Regions from separate parts of the Sus scrofa genome. Here region 1 is linked to region 2. A link is a contact called in public HiChIP or PLAC-seq data. All regions are on one chromosome and are shown on one strand. Each heading gives the region's core, a stretch centred on a gene start, on an enhancer-like site or on the middle of the called end of the contact. The rest is flanking DNA. Distances are from core to core; before and after follow the strand shown.

Region 1 (6,735 bases), core at 2,598-5,097, 410 kb after region 2:
CACGATGCTCAGAGATGCGTTCCTGGGAATGCGGTCTTTCAGCACACGGGTGGAGCGGTGACCTCAGACAGCTTGCTTCTATAGATGTGTTGTCAATGAAAATAATCAATAAGCAATCTATAGAAAGAATCGAAAAGAGTCGTATCTGAACCAGACTGAGAACTACAGCCCGGAAGCCCGCTTCCGTACGATTCTAAGAAACTGCTCTGGGGCAGCGTGGTTTTCAACATTAAACAAGTTGGGGATGCAGCTCTTCAAGTTTCAAAACAAAACCAAAAACCAAAAAACCAGACCCGAATGTACACAGTGAGTCAGCATGGCCTCGGCACCTGGGAAGGGAGGATTAGCAACCTAGGGGTACCAGCGTTGGTGTCCCAGGAAGGGACGTATTTAATCTTTTATTTGTTTGTTTGTCTATTTAATTTTATGGCCACACCCACAGCATATGGAAGTTTTCCAGCCAGGGATTGAACCCGAGCCTCAGCGGCAGCAACACCAAATCCTTAACCCACTGCACGGGGCCAGGAACCGAACCCACGCCTCGGCAACAACCCAAGCCGCTGCAGTAGGGTTCTTAACCCACTGTGCCACAGTGGGAACTCCTAATCTTTATTCTTAAAATGGCCATTCTTTCCTTCTGGTCATTGTGCCCTTTTCTTTCATAATTAAAGCAAATGTAGCACATACGTTTGATAGGCCACAAACAGGCTGTTCTAGGGAGCATAAAATTCAAGTCGTGTGTAAGCCAGAATAACTTCCCCAGAACGCAGTATGGAAACACTTCTATTATCAATACAAACAGGCCTGTCAGCTATACACAAGCAAACTGCTTCCAAAAAGCCATGCTTTATTCACAAGCATGGGTGAGCTCCTCTCACGGTCAGGCAGGACCCGCTCAGTTTTCTTGTTTGCCCTTTTCAGAGGCTCACGTTTTCATACGTTGGACATTGACAGCCCTAAATTATGCCTGGCATCTGAATTTCAGTCTTTGTACATTAGCTGATGATTTTACATCGCTGTAAAATGATGCTCACGGCAAAGTCCAGCTGCTGCTGCTGCTGCTGCTGCTGCTGCTGGCAGAGGAAGCCAGGCTGCCTCTGAGGGCCAAGTCAATGCCATTGTCCTCCCCACCCCCACCCTGCCCCCCAGAGGATGTCAGGGGTATTGCAGGAACCCAGGTCTGGAGCCCTCTCGTTCACCGGGTGTTGAAGGGGTGAGGAGCTGGGAGCCTGAGTGAGAGAGATGTCACCCAAGCTCCCATTCACCTCCAGAGGTCAAGATTATTGAATTATTATTATTATTATTATTTGTCTTTTGTCTTTTTAGGACCGCACACATGGCACATGGAGGTTCCCAGGCTAGGGGTCTAATTGGAGCTATAGCTGCCAGCCTACACTACAGCCACAGCAATGCAGGATCTGAGCCACGTCTGCGACCTACACCACAGCTCACAGCAACGCCGGATCCTTAACCCACTGAACGAGGTCAGGGTTGGAACCCGCAACCTCATGGTTCCTAGTCTGATTCGTTTCCACTGCGCCACGATGGGAACTCCTTCAGAGATCAAGGTAAGATTCCTCCCCCATCTTTTCTCCAGGTGCCCTGTGACTTGGAACAGACCCCGAAGATCTGGGGGCTGCTCAGCTTCCCTGCCCCAATGTCTGCATCAGGGAGTCTTCCTAGGAAGCGATAGGGATGGAGTAGGATGGTTACACGGGTAGTTGTAGAAGCCCCAGTAGGAGGGGTTCCCATTGTGGCTCAGGGGAAACGAACCTGACTAGCATCCATGAGGACAAGGGTTCGATCCCTGGCCTTGCTCAGCAGGTTAAGGATCAGCATCATGGCTCTGAGCTGAGGTGCAGGTCGCAGATCCGCTGCCTGGGATCCTGTGTTGCTGTGGCTGTGGCGTAGCTCCAATTCGACCCCCTAGCCTGGGAACTACTAGGTGTGGCCCTAAAAAAATAAAAGTCCCCTTAGGGGACCATGGATAGAGAAGGAAACCTAGGGAATTTTGGGAGACCACTGTAAGTTAATAATCCCTCGAGAATCAATCACTTAATTCATCAGAACTTCGGGGGACGAAGTGGGGTTGTTTAACTACAAAACCCTAAGTGAGAGCACGGGATATGTCTCGGGGCATTAAGTGAAAGATAAAGTGGGGCCCGCGTTCCAGTTCAGCAAGATAATGACCCTTAGGACAAGGACAGGAATTTAAGGGAGAGATGACCTTCCAAAGTAGGAAACCTCCCTCATTATACAGAAACCTGAGGCAGTTCAACAGGTCTTAGCATATGTTACCACCCCTCTGCTGATCTAAATAAGCACCAGGACAGCCCTAGTTTGACCTCACAGGGTCAAATACTCTCTTACCCAATACGAAGGAGGAACTAGTAATGTAAGCCTGACATCTGCTTGAAGTATGAGAAAGGCGGTCTTTTCCCCTCTTCCCACGTTCCCTGGATTATAAAAATGTAGTTCACCTAATCCTCGAGGTGGAGCCTTCTTGTCTGCCTGCATTTATATCCCTCACAAGCATCCTGTCTTCATAAATCTATTTCTTGCCAGTCATTTTGTCTCTTGCTGAATTCCTTCTGTGCTGAGACGCAAAGAACCTGAGCCTCAGCAAGTCGAGACACCAGGAGAGTGATTCTAGTGGAAAAAAACCATGGGTTCAAGTCCCAATCTGGTTTAGGCTGAGTCAGAGGAGTTTCCCTTTCAAAACTATCCTTAGAAGTTTCAAAATAGCTTTGGCTTCCTAGAAACAGAATTGCCCACTCGCCTCCCTTAAAGCATATAGCCTATCAGACAAACCCTTCACGAGTTGTGAGAATGGCAGGAGGGGGCTGGGGAAGAGGTGAAGCTGTTCCCTCTGGCAGGTATGATGGCCGGGTCTCAGCCACAGGATGGGGCGCAGGTTCTCTGCCTTTCCCAGGGGCTCAGGCACCTTGTTAAGACTGAAACCAGAGTTCCCGATGTAGTGCAGTGAGTTAATGACCCAACTTGTCCCTGAGGTTTTGCTGGTTCAATCCCTCGCCCGGCGCAGTGGGTTAAGGATCCGACATTGCCACAGCTGTGACATAGATCGAAGGTACTTTTCGGCGACCTTTGACAGAAACTGTCCACCCTTGTCCAGGCATGAAAATGATCAACAGTAGGAGTTACCTCACAACAGGAGATGCCAATAAGGAATACAGAGAACTAACACCACCTCCTGCGGAAGGAGTCTGGGCAGAGATGACCCAACTCCCAGAATCCTTGGCGCTAGAATCCGTCTCCACCGAGAGCCACACGAGCCACCGAATCAGACCCTGAGTCAGCTCAGGTATGAGCCGAGGAAGAGAACTGGCCAGAGACCCCGCGGAAATTAACCCCATTAGCTTAAACCCTGAGACTGCCAGCCACGTGGCAGAGCAGTTCCCCTGGGTTCCCCCCACCCCCACCCGGGCGCCCCTTCTCGGTAAAGTCTTTTGCTCTGTCACACACGTGTCTCCTCAGATGAGAGCCCACACTCCGGCCCTGGAAGGGGTCCCCCTTCCTGCCACAAAAAGCTCGGATTTGATCCCTGGCGCAGGAACTTCCCTATTCCTCAGGGGTGGCCAAAAAAGCAAAGCAAAACGAAAAGCTGAAACCCAGCAGGACTACTTGGGGCCCGGAATGCAGAAACAAAGGAGGAACAATCAAGAAGTGACAGTGCGGCGATTAGAGGGGGAGGTAGGGAACAACCTCTTTTGAACTCGGGGGCAGGAACTCGGCCCCCTCCCAGGTGCAGGATGGCGACTTCCGGCCAAGCCGGGATTCCTGGAGCACCGCCCTGTGACGTCACCACCAACCAATCAGAAGAAAGTCACACCGCCTGCAGCCAGCACTCAAATTTTGCCCGCAAAACACCGTGGGGGACTTCGGGGTTTTTGAGCACGAGTCACCTGGTCTGTTTCGGTTTGTTTGGCCTCACTGTGCATTGGGCACATGAAGTTTTTGTTAACAAGAGGACTCAGGAGGCCTCCGCTTTCACAGAGCCAGAGGCAGGAGGAAGTTTTTAGTTTGGGGCGTGAAAAGAGATATTTGTAACCTCAGGCAACTTCCGTAACTTCTGTCACTTTGGGGAACAGGCTGACCCACAAGTGCCTTTTCGATTCAGCTGCGCTCCAGAATCCTGAGCAGAGAAGGGGGATGGGGATCCCAGACCCGTCCCCCACGTGTGCGGGTGCCTGAAGTACCAAGTGACGTCACACGATGTCCAAACCAAAACGTGATGGCACTTCCAACAGAATCTAGGACAGTGGAGTCTCAGGACCCTTGGCTAAACACATAAGTCCGCATTGTCACACTCATCCCATCAGACAAGAGGGCACATTACCCTGTTGGAAGAATCTGCAACAGCCCTTTAGCAGTCCGTGGAGATGGAAATGGGTAATAAGAACTTCCTCATTTCTGTATTTTGTAGAAATCAGAGGTCTAAATGGTGATCCACCTTGTTTGAAACCCAAAAGAATCAAGCTGACAAAAGAAACAAAACACAGATACCTCTATTATAAACCCCAATCCAGCATTGTCTCAATAGCTTTAAACAGCAACGTTTTTCACCACATTCATGTTAATTTGAATTTCATTGGTGCTATAGTTTTATGTGCACTTAATTTTAAATGCATTTTGGTTTTATTATCATATAAAGGCTATTGCTTTGTAGTGATGTTTTTTTCTTTCTTTCTTTCTTTTTTTTTTTTTTTTGTCTTTTTCAGGTTGCACCTGCAGCATAGGGAAGTTCCCAGGCTAGGGGTTGAATTGGAGCTGTAGCCACAGGTCTACACCACAGCCACAGCAACGCCAGATCCCCGACCCACTGAGCGAGGCCAGGGATGGACCCCGCATCCTCAGGAAGACTGGTTGGGTTCGTTACCGATGAGCCACGATGGGAACTCCTATTGATGAGTATTTAAATAAAAGCAGGTGAAAATCATTTAGTTCAGCATCGCACTAAAGGAGATCACTGCAATATTTGGAGAAAAAAAGTGCTGGGAAGCATATGTCCACTCACGCCTCTCTCTAATTCTAAGAAATTCACCTATTCGGACACCGTAACTTGATTTCTGTGGAAAGTCCCAATGAAAACAGTTTTGCTGTGTAAGAAATTATCTCTGTTATCATCCTGTGTACGCCGCATGAAGACAAGAACACGAACTTTTGTCCAGAACTAAACCTCCTTGAATAAATCAAAGGTTGACTCCTTCACTCAATCAACAGGCTCTGTTTATTTTTAGGATATCCTCGAATTCTGAATCAAGAAGACAAAGGAATAAAAGCAAACCTATCAGACTGCTCTGAAAGGAAAAATATAAAGTTCCCAAATGAATGTGTTACTTGCAAATATAAACCATTTCTTCTTAGCTTGGCTCTGTCATCCATCTCGGAAAAGGATGTTTTTACAATCAGAGCAGAAATATGACTGGCGCTCCTACATTTACATTTCTTTGTTGCAAAATGAATGTAACTTGTTCGGATTCCAGCCCCGGAGAAAGCAGCCCAACTGGTGGTTACTTTCCAAAGTGAAACTGAAAACCACAACCTCCGGTGCACAAAAGGCAGAATGAGTCACCGGAAGAGGCCGCTTGCTTGCAAAACTCATTAAAAGCAATGCAGGCTGAATGGACTTCCTGCACCCGTGAAAAGGTCCCTGGCATCAGGACAGCACCTCAAGGCTCCCACAACTAAGGGAGGAAGGGAGCCATCAGAAATCTGGGCACAGCCCGGGTATGCCCCTACACACGCCTGGTCGCCTGGTCCCAGGCAGAATCCGCTCCCAGCCAGGACCAGCGGATCCTGAGATGCTCAGGAAGGTGGCCCAGCTGGCAGTGGTGTGTCAAAAGCTCAGGACCCTGTGACTCCGTCGAGCCACTGTATTGGGCTTCCAGGGCCGCCCCGCTCCTGCAGCAGCTCCTTCTGTCGCCCTGACTCGGCCGGGTTAAAGTGTCAGCTGCTGCATCCAGAAGCAGGCCTTTGGGAACAGGACCCGGGCCTCAGGTGTGTCCTCTGGAGCTTGGGTGTGCATCCGCATCCGGGGGCGGGGGGATGTATTAGCACACGATCTGGACCCCACGCCCAGTCTGATTCAGCAGGCCCAGTGTCCAGCCTAGGAGCTTACCCTGCTCACCAGTTCTCTGATGCAGGAGCTTCAAGCCTCAGGACACACTTTGAGAACCACGGTTCTAAACGCTTCTTAGATCTGAGCACAAATATGCACACACTTCTCTCTCCTCCCAGCTGATTAGTCCTGTTTGACCTTGAGCCCCGTCGACTGCATTGGTACCCAAAGCATCCCTGTAAGCTACCCCTTTCTTTCCCCATGAGCCCCCCAACACACCTGGCTGGTCTCCAAAGCCAGCACTACAGGGAGGGGCCTCTGTCAAGCCAGGACTAGGTTTTCTAAGGCTGGGCTGCCAAATCGAACCGGATTGCGCCCCCAGGTGGCCATCTGGGGCTCACGGCCCTCCAGGGCCCACGTCTGTCTGCTCGAGAGTCCTGGTTCCCTGTGGGCCCCAAGGCCTTCGACAACTGCAGTGACCCTCATCAGCTGCCACCCCCTTCCACTGCGGCAGGAGCTGACAAAGGGGGTCAGAAACAGGAAGGAGAGCCGAGTGCCGTCTTGAACCACCTCGTCTTGTTGGGGGCCGAGACTGGATGCTCTCCCACCACCCCCAGCCCCGTAGAAAGGGTTTTGTGCAGAAGTTCAAAGGGAGG
Region 2 (7,157 bases), core at 1,174-3,673:
GTCAGCTTTTTGTTAGCCTTCCTTGCCCTTTGGCTCTCCAAAATTAGATTATTTGTGCTCAAATGCATATCTAAGGTTTAGGGTTTGAAAGGAGAAAAGGCAGAATTATTTCCTGCTGCTTCTTCTGCTGTGTGGATAAGCAGATATTTAGAGAAGAAGTTAGTTTATCCAAATTCTCTGAGCAGCAGTCTTCAACCTCAAGATATTACAACCGGGCAAAGGGAGAGTCCTATCTACAAGTTCATTTCCATTAGCCTGGCTTAACCAAGGTAGACAAGGACTCTGTTTGCCTGAAGATCTGCTCAGCATTCTGGGAGAAGGATGGAGAGAGCTGAAGCAAGTTGATGTTTGGGAGCAAAAGAACAAAATACTTCTGGAACAACCTAGTGGGCAAGAAAAGTACTTTGAGCTTAGTAACACATTTCGGCTTTGTATGAGTCTGAAGAAACATATCCTGCATTGGATGGTCCATGGGGACACTGTCTAATGCATCCAGGGAGAACATGGGCCAAGTTCCTATTTCCAAAGGATGATTGAAAAACAGAAAAAGAAAGAAACACAAATGGTTGATGTTATGGACCAGATGCTTTTATCCCCCTCAAAATTCATCTCTAGATGCCCTAAACCCCAATGTGATGGTATTTGGGATGGAGTCTTTGGAACATGATTGGGGTTAGGTGAGGTCATCAGAGTAGGGACCCTTATGATGGAATGAGTGCCCTTCTGAGAAGAGGAAGAGAGAGACAGTTCCCCTTATTGCTCTCCACACAGAGGAAAAGCCAGATGAGCACACAGCAGAAAGGTGGCTGTCTATCAGCCTGGAAGCAGGTCCTCACCAAGAACTGAATCTGCCGGTACCTTGACCTTGATCATCCCAGCCTCCAGAGGTGTGAGAAGTAAATGTCTGTTGGTTAAGCCAACCAGTCAATGGTATTTTGTTGATAACCCGAACTGACAAAGACAGCTGGGCTAACCTTTGGTACAAAATGAAGAACTGTAAACTTCCATGCATATCATGATGGGGTGGCATGAGTGCGGGGAGTTTGGGGAAGCCAACGAGAGATGGCTCCTTGCATTACCAGCTGCACCCTGAGATGCTCACTGTTTCTGCACTTCACACCCCTCTCTGTAAAGTGGGAGTCACACTCACCCTACTGGGATGCAGAGACATGGCAGCAGGAAGAAAAGAGAATGTAGAGGTAGCAGCTATTGTGTAAGTCTACAGGGAGGGAAATGAGAAACCTGGGAGGTACCAGCCCATCAAGGAAAATTCAGAAGCTTAAACGAGCAGGGTACTGTGGGGCTCCTGGGTAAACAAGCTTTTCTGAGTCCCCCATTTCTTGTTATTGAGGAATGGGCTTCAGTCTCCAGGACATTCATTGAGTTCCAAAAAGCAGGTTCAGTCAGTTGCTAATCAGGGAAGGGAGGGGATGCAGAGACCAGGAAGGAACAGTCAAGTGACAATAGTGCAGCCTTGGGGCAGGGTCTTGGTTCTTCCTCAAGGAATATGGATAACAATATCTTTGAGTTATTCCACAGAACTGAAACCCCCAACAAATGGAAGATGATGATGCAGAGTCTTCATTCCTAAAGAAGGATCTTCAGAGCCAATCCTGGGACCACCTAAACACCAGCTTTGAAAAACAATGCAAGCTCTCATCCACCCTGATCCTTATCAATGGCCCTATTTTTCACTCCCAAACTATAAAACCACCTCCCAATCTCTTCCAAGGGGGGCACAGTCTGTAAGGCATTACCCTGCTGTGACCCTCCTTTGCCTGGCAAAGCAATGAAGCAGTTTTCTCTCCTTTGCCCCAAACCCTGTCTCTGCGTTTCTTTTCAGCAGCAGTGAGCAGAGGCTGAGTTCAATGCTACTGCTGTCCAAAATAAACCACCTGTGAGCAAATGGGGAAGAGGGGGGCTCTGGAGAGGTTAGCATCCCTATTTTCTCTGTCTGGGGTCCTTGAGTCCGAAGCCCAAAGACAGTTTCATAGGTGTTTCCTATATCCCCTCCCCCCAGCCGGATGAAGTAAGAGTTGTGTGCGTTTCCTTTGGGGAAGGAATTTAAGCCCTGTCCCCATGACACCGGGGCGGATGGTGAATGAAGTCAGTCCTGCTTGCAGAGACTCAATGGCTCCTTGTTTTGCCTTTTATTGAGCCAAATGTCAAAGCTAGGCTGGATGTTTTAGTGAGGGAAAAGAACCTTGAAGACTATCTAATGCAAATGGGTATTCCATACGTATCCACTTCCTCCATCCAGGAAGCTGGAGAAAACTGGGCCCCTGAAGCCCAGAACTAAACAAAGAACTCCAGCATCCTGCCGTGCAATTCCAATTTGAATCACGCCGCAAATGTAAAATGACTTCATTTTCCTGTGCCAGATCCCCTGAGGATTTCAGACTTGTTTATGCCTCTCTGAAATGAAGCTCAGCCTTAGCCAGAGTGAAGGAAAACACTTCTATAGGCAGGAGGCTGCTGGAGCCAAAGCAAGAGCTATTCATCCTCTTTTGACAAAACTCATCCTCTCCGAACAAGGGGACCTCAGTCCCTCATGTCCCAGCCTTGGCAGCACCGTGAGAGCTGGTTTCATGTAGCGCTTTAGAAACCAGACCTCCAATATAAAATTTACTGATGGGAACCCAGGATGCCCCCCTGGCTCTATCCAGAATGCTGCTCCCAACATAAAACCCTCACCCCCGCCCCACCCTTTGACGTTGCTTATAAACAATGAGGTCAGAAGAAAGATCCCCACACACTGGACTGTTCAATTTCATTAACAGTAAAGGGCATCATTTTTCAGTTTCCTGGATATTTATCTCATTCTGGAAAAGCAAATAGCACCAAATAGAGCAAATCTTTACCAATACAAGTATTCATTGATTAGATATTTATGGATCTCCAGCCAAAGGCAGAGAGAAAAAATCAACACAGTCCCTGACCTCAGGGTACCAAGCCCCGTTTCTCCTACACGCTGCTTCCCCATCAGCAAAATGAAGTTCAAGGTCCACACCTTACAACAGCCTTAGGGGACGACCTCAGACTAGGGTGGTGGGGGACCCATGCAAATGGCACTCACCTCTCCATAGTGGCCCCACAGCTATCTGTTCAGATGTCTCTGTGTCCCCTGCCTTCTCTTTCAGCACCCTGAGAAATGAACTGAAGACAGGAAAGGTGACCTGAGGAGTTCGGAGCCACAGTGGGTGACTGACCTGGCTTCTACCCTTTGGTGCTGAGGCAGAATATTAACTCAGGAGGTCAGTGTAGGAGCATGGGCTCCACTACATTCTTTGATATGGATACTGATACATTTGTGACTTAAGGAGTTCCCATCATGACTCAGTGGTTAACAAATCCCACTGGGAACCGTAAGGTTGCGAGTTTGATCCCTGGCCTCGCTCAGTGGGTTAAGGATCCAGCATTGCGGTGAGCTGTGCTGTAGGTCACAGACACGGCTCCAACATGGCATTGCTGCGGCTCTGGCGTAGGCTGGCGACTACAGCTCCAATTAGACCCCTAGCCTGGGAACCTCCATATGCCACGAGTTTGGCCCTGGAAAAGACCAAAAAAAAAAAAAAATTTTTGTGGCTTAAGGGCTCCAGAGAGTAACACCTCCCCAGGCCTTGTTTTATTATAGGAAATGCGCCTTCCCCACAGGCTTTGTTTACTATAGGAAATGCGAATCTCTAGCCCACTCGACTGATAGAAAAGGAATGAGAGAAATGGTGACTCAGTCTAAGGAAAGAAAAGGACAAAAAAACCATAAAACTTAGGGGACATTTCCACCCCTAAAACCCCTATTGGACAAGGACTGATACAGGTATTTGAACAAGGCCAATGGGAGAAAACCACATCTTTCTGGACCCCATGTTGGTACCCCTCCCCACCTTTAAGAGATAAAATCCCTATAGGATGGGGGGGGGGGCTCTTTTCTTCCCTCCTAGCAGCCCTGGGAGCTGTTTGCTTTTCTTTAGTAAAGACTTTGCTTGCTTGCTGCCTGTGTGTTGGAGGAGTTCATTCTTTGACTGACTGCCATGAACAAGAACCCAGGTTCCAGTATCATCGTTCCTTATCAGGGCTATTTAAGCAATTTTGGATGGTGAGACTGGAAATAAAGGTCCTGTACAAGTGGGCGTTCTTTTTTCTCGACAAAGAACGAATTGTTTTGAAACACCCAAACTGAGATATTGGAAGGCCCCACCCAAAGAACCTTTGGGTGTAAATAGGCTCATCTTAACTTTCTACACAAAAGGCTGCCCGTAAAAGCATAGAAAAAAACAAAGGTGAACTTACAGCTACCAGGAAGACTGTGCAAAAGACTGTTCAGAAAAGAAAGGACCGCAATTCTTCAGGCAGAGATGGAACTGGAGGAGGTTTGGAAGTGGTGAGGGGGATTAATTAATTAACTAATTAATTAGTTAAATTTGGGGGTGGGGACTGTACCTGCAGCATATGGAAGTTCCCCGGGCTAGGGGCTGAATTAGAGCTGTGGCTGAGACCTACGCCACAGCCACAACAATGCCAATGAGTGAGGACAGGGATGGAACCCACATCCTCATGGGTACTAGTTGGGTTTGTCACCTTCTGAGCCACAACAGGAACTTCCAGGAGGATTTATTTAATCAAATTTAGGATAAAAAGCAAAGGCCCCTTCATCTCTAAGTCCTTGCTGGTCCATGCGTATTCACCCCAGTGAGATTTTGGGAATTAGTGAGCTACATTTGCCTCTTATTATGCAGTTAGTTGAGATGCATTTCTTTAACCAATCTCTGTGCAAGAAATTTAAATGAAAAAGAAATGTGTTTGCAAATGACCTAGTCTCCTCATCCAGGTGTTCCCGGCCTCATTCTGGCCCAAAGTCCCTCTGAGACAGACAAAGCAGGGAGGTTGTTCTTCCAAATCCGTGCCAAGCATTTTGAAGCGTGTGGGGAAGTTGGGTGCATGGAGGAAGAGCAGTCTACAGAGGAGCAGGTGAAAGTTTGGGATCCAGATGTTTGGGATCCCAGCCCCAAATCGGCATTTACTCTTTGGGGGACCTCTCCCCAGAGCACAGAGGTATACTGTTTCCTATGCCAGTCTTACAATGATTGTGTGACTGAGGTTTAGTAACGTCCTTTTGTAGATGAGGACCTGCAGGATCAGAGAGATTAAGTCACTCTCCCAAAGTCGCACAGAGCTGCCTGACCCCAGCGCCAAGCTCCTTCCACTACGGACCCATAATGAGGCCATGTCTGCGCTCAGTCCCTTGGCTTTCCCGGCAGCACGAGGCAAGGACGCACCACCCTCACTGTCTCTCCCAGCTTTGAAAGGAGCTAACTATGAGGATTTTTCATAGTCCATACTAATATTTCTCTGGAAAGATGCAGAAGGGACATACAATGCTGATCAAGCATCTTTAAACGCAAAGAATTTGAAAGTCAAATATATACAAAGGGAAAAATTAGTGACTGAGAATTTTCACTGAGACATCACAAATACAAACAATGTAGTTCTTGCTGTTACTGGAAAGGGGACCCCTTCCAGGACCTGTCTAACCTTCAGAAATGAATTGTCTGAGAAGACACATGTCCTGACCAAGCAAAAGATTTTATTGGGAAGGGGCGCCTGGGCGAAGAGCAGCAGGGTGAAGGAACCCAGGAAAACCGCTCTGCCACATGACTTGCACACTCAGGGTTTATGGAAATGGTGTTGGCTTTCCTAGTTGTCTCTGGCCAATCATCTTGCTTGTGCCTACATTAGATCAGACTCTGGGTCCTTCCTGTCCGTGTGTGTTTCTCAGCCAAGATGGATTCCGGTGTCAGGGCTTTTGTGATATTGGCCGGACATATTATGTGCTGGCATCTCCTCCCTCCTTTTGGATTCTCCCAAATTCTCCCAGTAAGTTTTCAGCAGGAGCACTGCATTCCTTATCAAGACCACCTACTGTGAGACAACTCTTGCAAGCAGTTCTCATGATGCCTGGCCAAGGCTGGTGGCTTCCACTCAATGGTTCCCTAACAATATTCTTTATTTGTCTAACAGTGGACTAAGCATAGGTGCTGAAGGGAGGCAGAAACTGATAAGAAAAGTGACGTCATAGAACCTTGCTCTCAGGTCTGTGTTCTGAACCTATTCCATTGCTTTGAAAGGCAGGGGAAAAAATATGCAGATATTAGGTATTTGAGCCCTTGAATCTAAACAGTGTTAATTAAAAGAAAGGAAGCATCAAGAAAGATTATGACTGTCTTTATTTCATCTGACATTTTTATAGTTTATTAATAAAGTTCATGTCCAAAATCTCATGGGATACACATAATAGCCTCTTAGATATACAAGGGGATGGTTAGTATCGTCAACAAAGATGCTCACTAAATGTGAGTGACTTTTCAAAATTCGCATGGCTAAGTTATTTCTAAAACTGAGACATTTTTAAAATTCTACTTTCTTATCTGTCCCTTGGTGCCCAGTCTTATACATGACAAATAGTTGACACTTAATAAACTGTTTAATGAACTAACTTCAAATTAGAAGATCTACCCTGTAAAGGATGCTAAAATCGTTATCTTTATATTTAGGCTGAGTAAGCATTTCTCTGCCCATTTCCTGGAAATTGAAGATTGAGGTTTCCTGGGAAGGCTCCTTTTACCTGAAATTATGCCATTAGAAATATTTACGAAGTACTCTCTTTTCAAAGCCCATAAAAGAGAGACTATGGTTGCCGAGAGATGTGTTCAATAATATTAATGTGAATATATTGGATGAGTCACCAAAATGCAACAAGTATTTAATGAGCAACTACTACGCACTAAGCTTTTGTCAAGCCACAAGGAATATCAAGGTAATGATACACAGTTGCCACCACAGAGAATTCACAGACTAGAAGTGCAAAGTAAGCTAATACAAGACAGCATGAGGAATGATATTGCTACAATGGCAATATAACCTTACAGAGTTAAGTAAGAAAGCAGAGAAGGGGATCCTAAGACCTCATCAAGGAGACATGGGGGTGTCAATAGGTAGTCTTGGGGTCAATATTAGAACACCCTGTAGGCCTTTGCCTTCTTAAAAAGGGGCTTTGAGATCAATTTTGATTGAATTTTTGAATTTCATCTAACCAAAAGTTCTGTCAAATTGGGGAGGGGGACTGACATACACAAGATCATATGAGGTTTACTGTCAAT

Evidence for each region. HiChIP or PLAC-seq counts read pairs in DNA pulled down with a chosen protein or histone mark.
Region 1: an H3K27ac HiChIP or PLAC-seq map of skeletal muscle shows a contact between it and region 2, with 4 times the contacts expected there. The contact joins two enhancer-like sites. A contact is called at or near these places in 1 of 47 Hi-C or Micro-C datasets (embryonic fibroblasts) and 2 of 2 datasets of contacts at active chromatin or transcription factors (alveolar macrophages and skeletal muscle).

What each region holds. Positions count from the first base shown.
Region 1 is chr3:124,931,509-124,938,243 of Sscrofa11.1, forward strand. No RefSeq gene overlaps it. Among named protein-coding and RNA genes, the nearest start is that of LPIN1, 67 kb to the right of the region's middle. Within about 2 kb of position 3,848, at least 58 of the 83 cell types and tissues checked have an H3K27ac peak or open chromatin away from gene starts, as enhancers often do. A contact at or near this core is called in skeletal muscle, where this site is marked.
Region 2 is chr3:124,521,633-124,528,789 of Sscrofa11.1, forward strand. No RefSeq gene overlaps it. Among named protein-coding and RNA genes, the nearest start is that of TRIB2, 330 kb to the left of the region's middle. Within about 2 kb of position 2,424, at least 9 of the 83 cell types and tissues checked have an H3K27ac peak or open chromatin away from gene starts, as enhancers often do. A contact at or near this core is called in skeletal muscle, where this site is marked.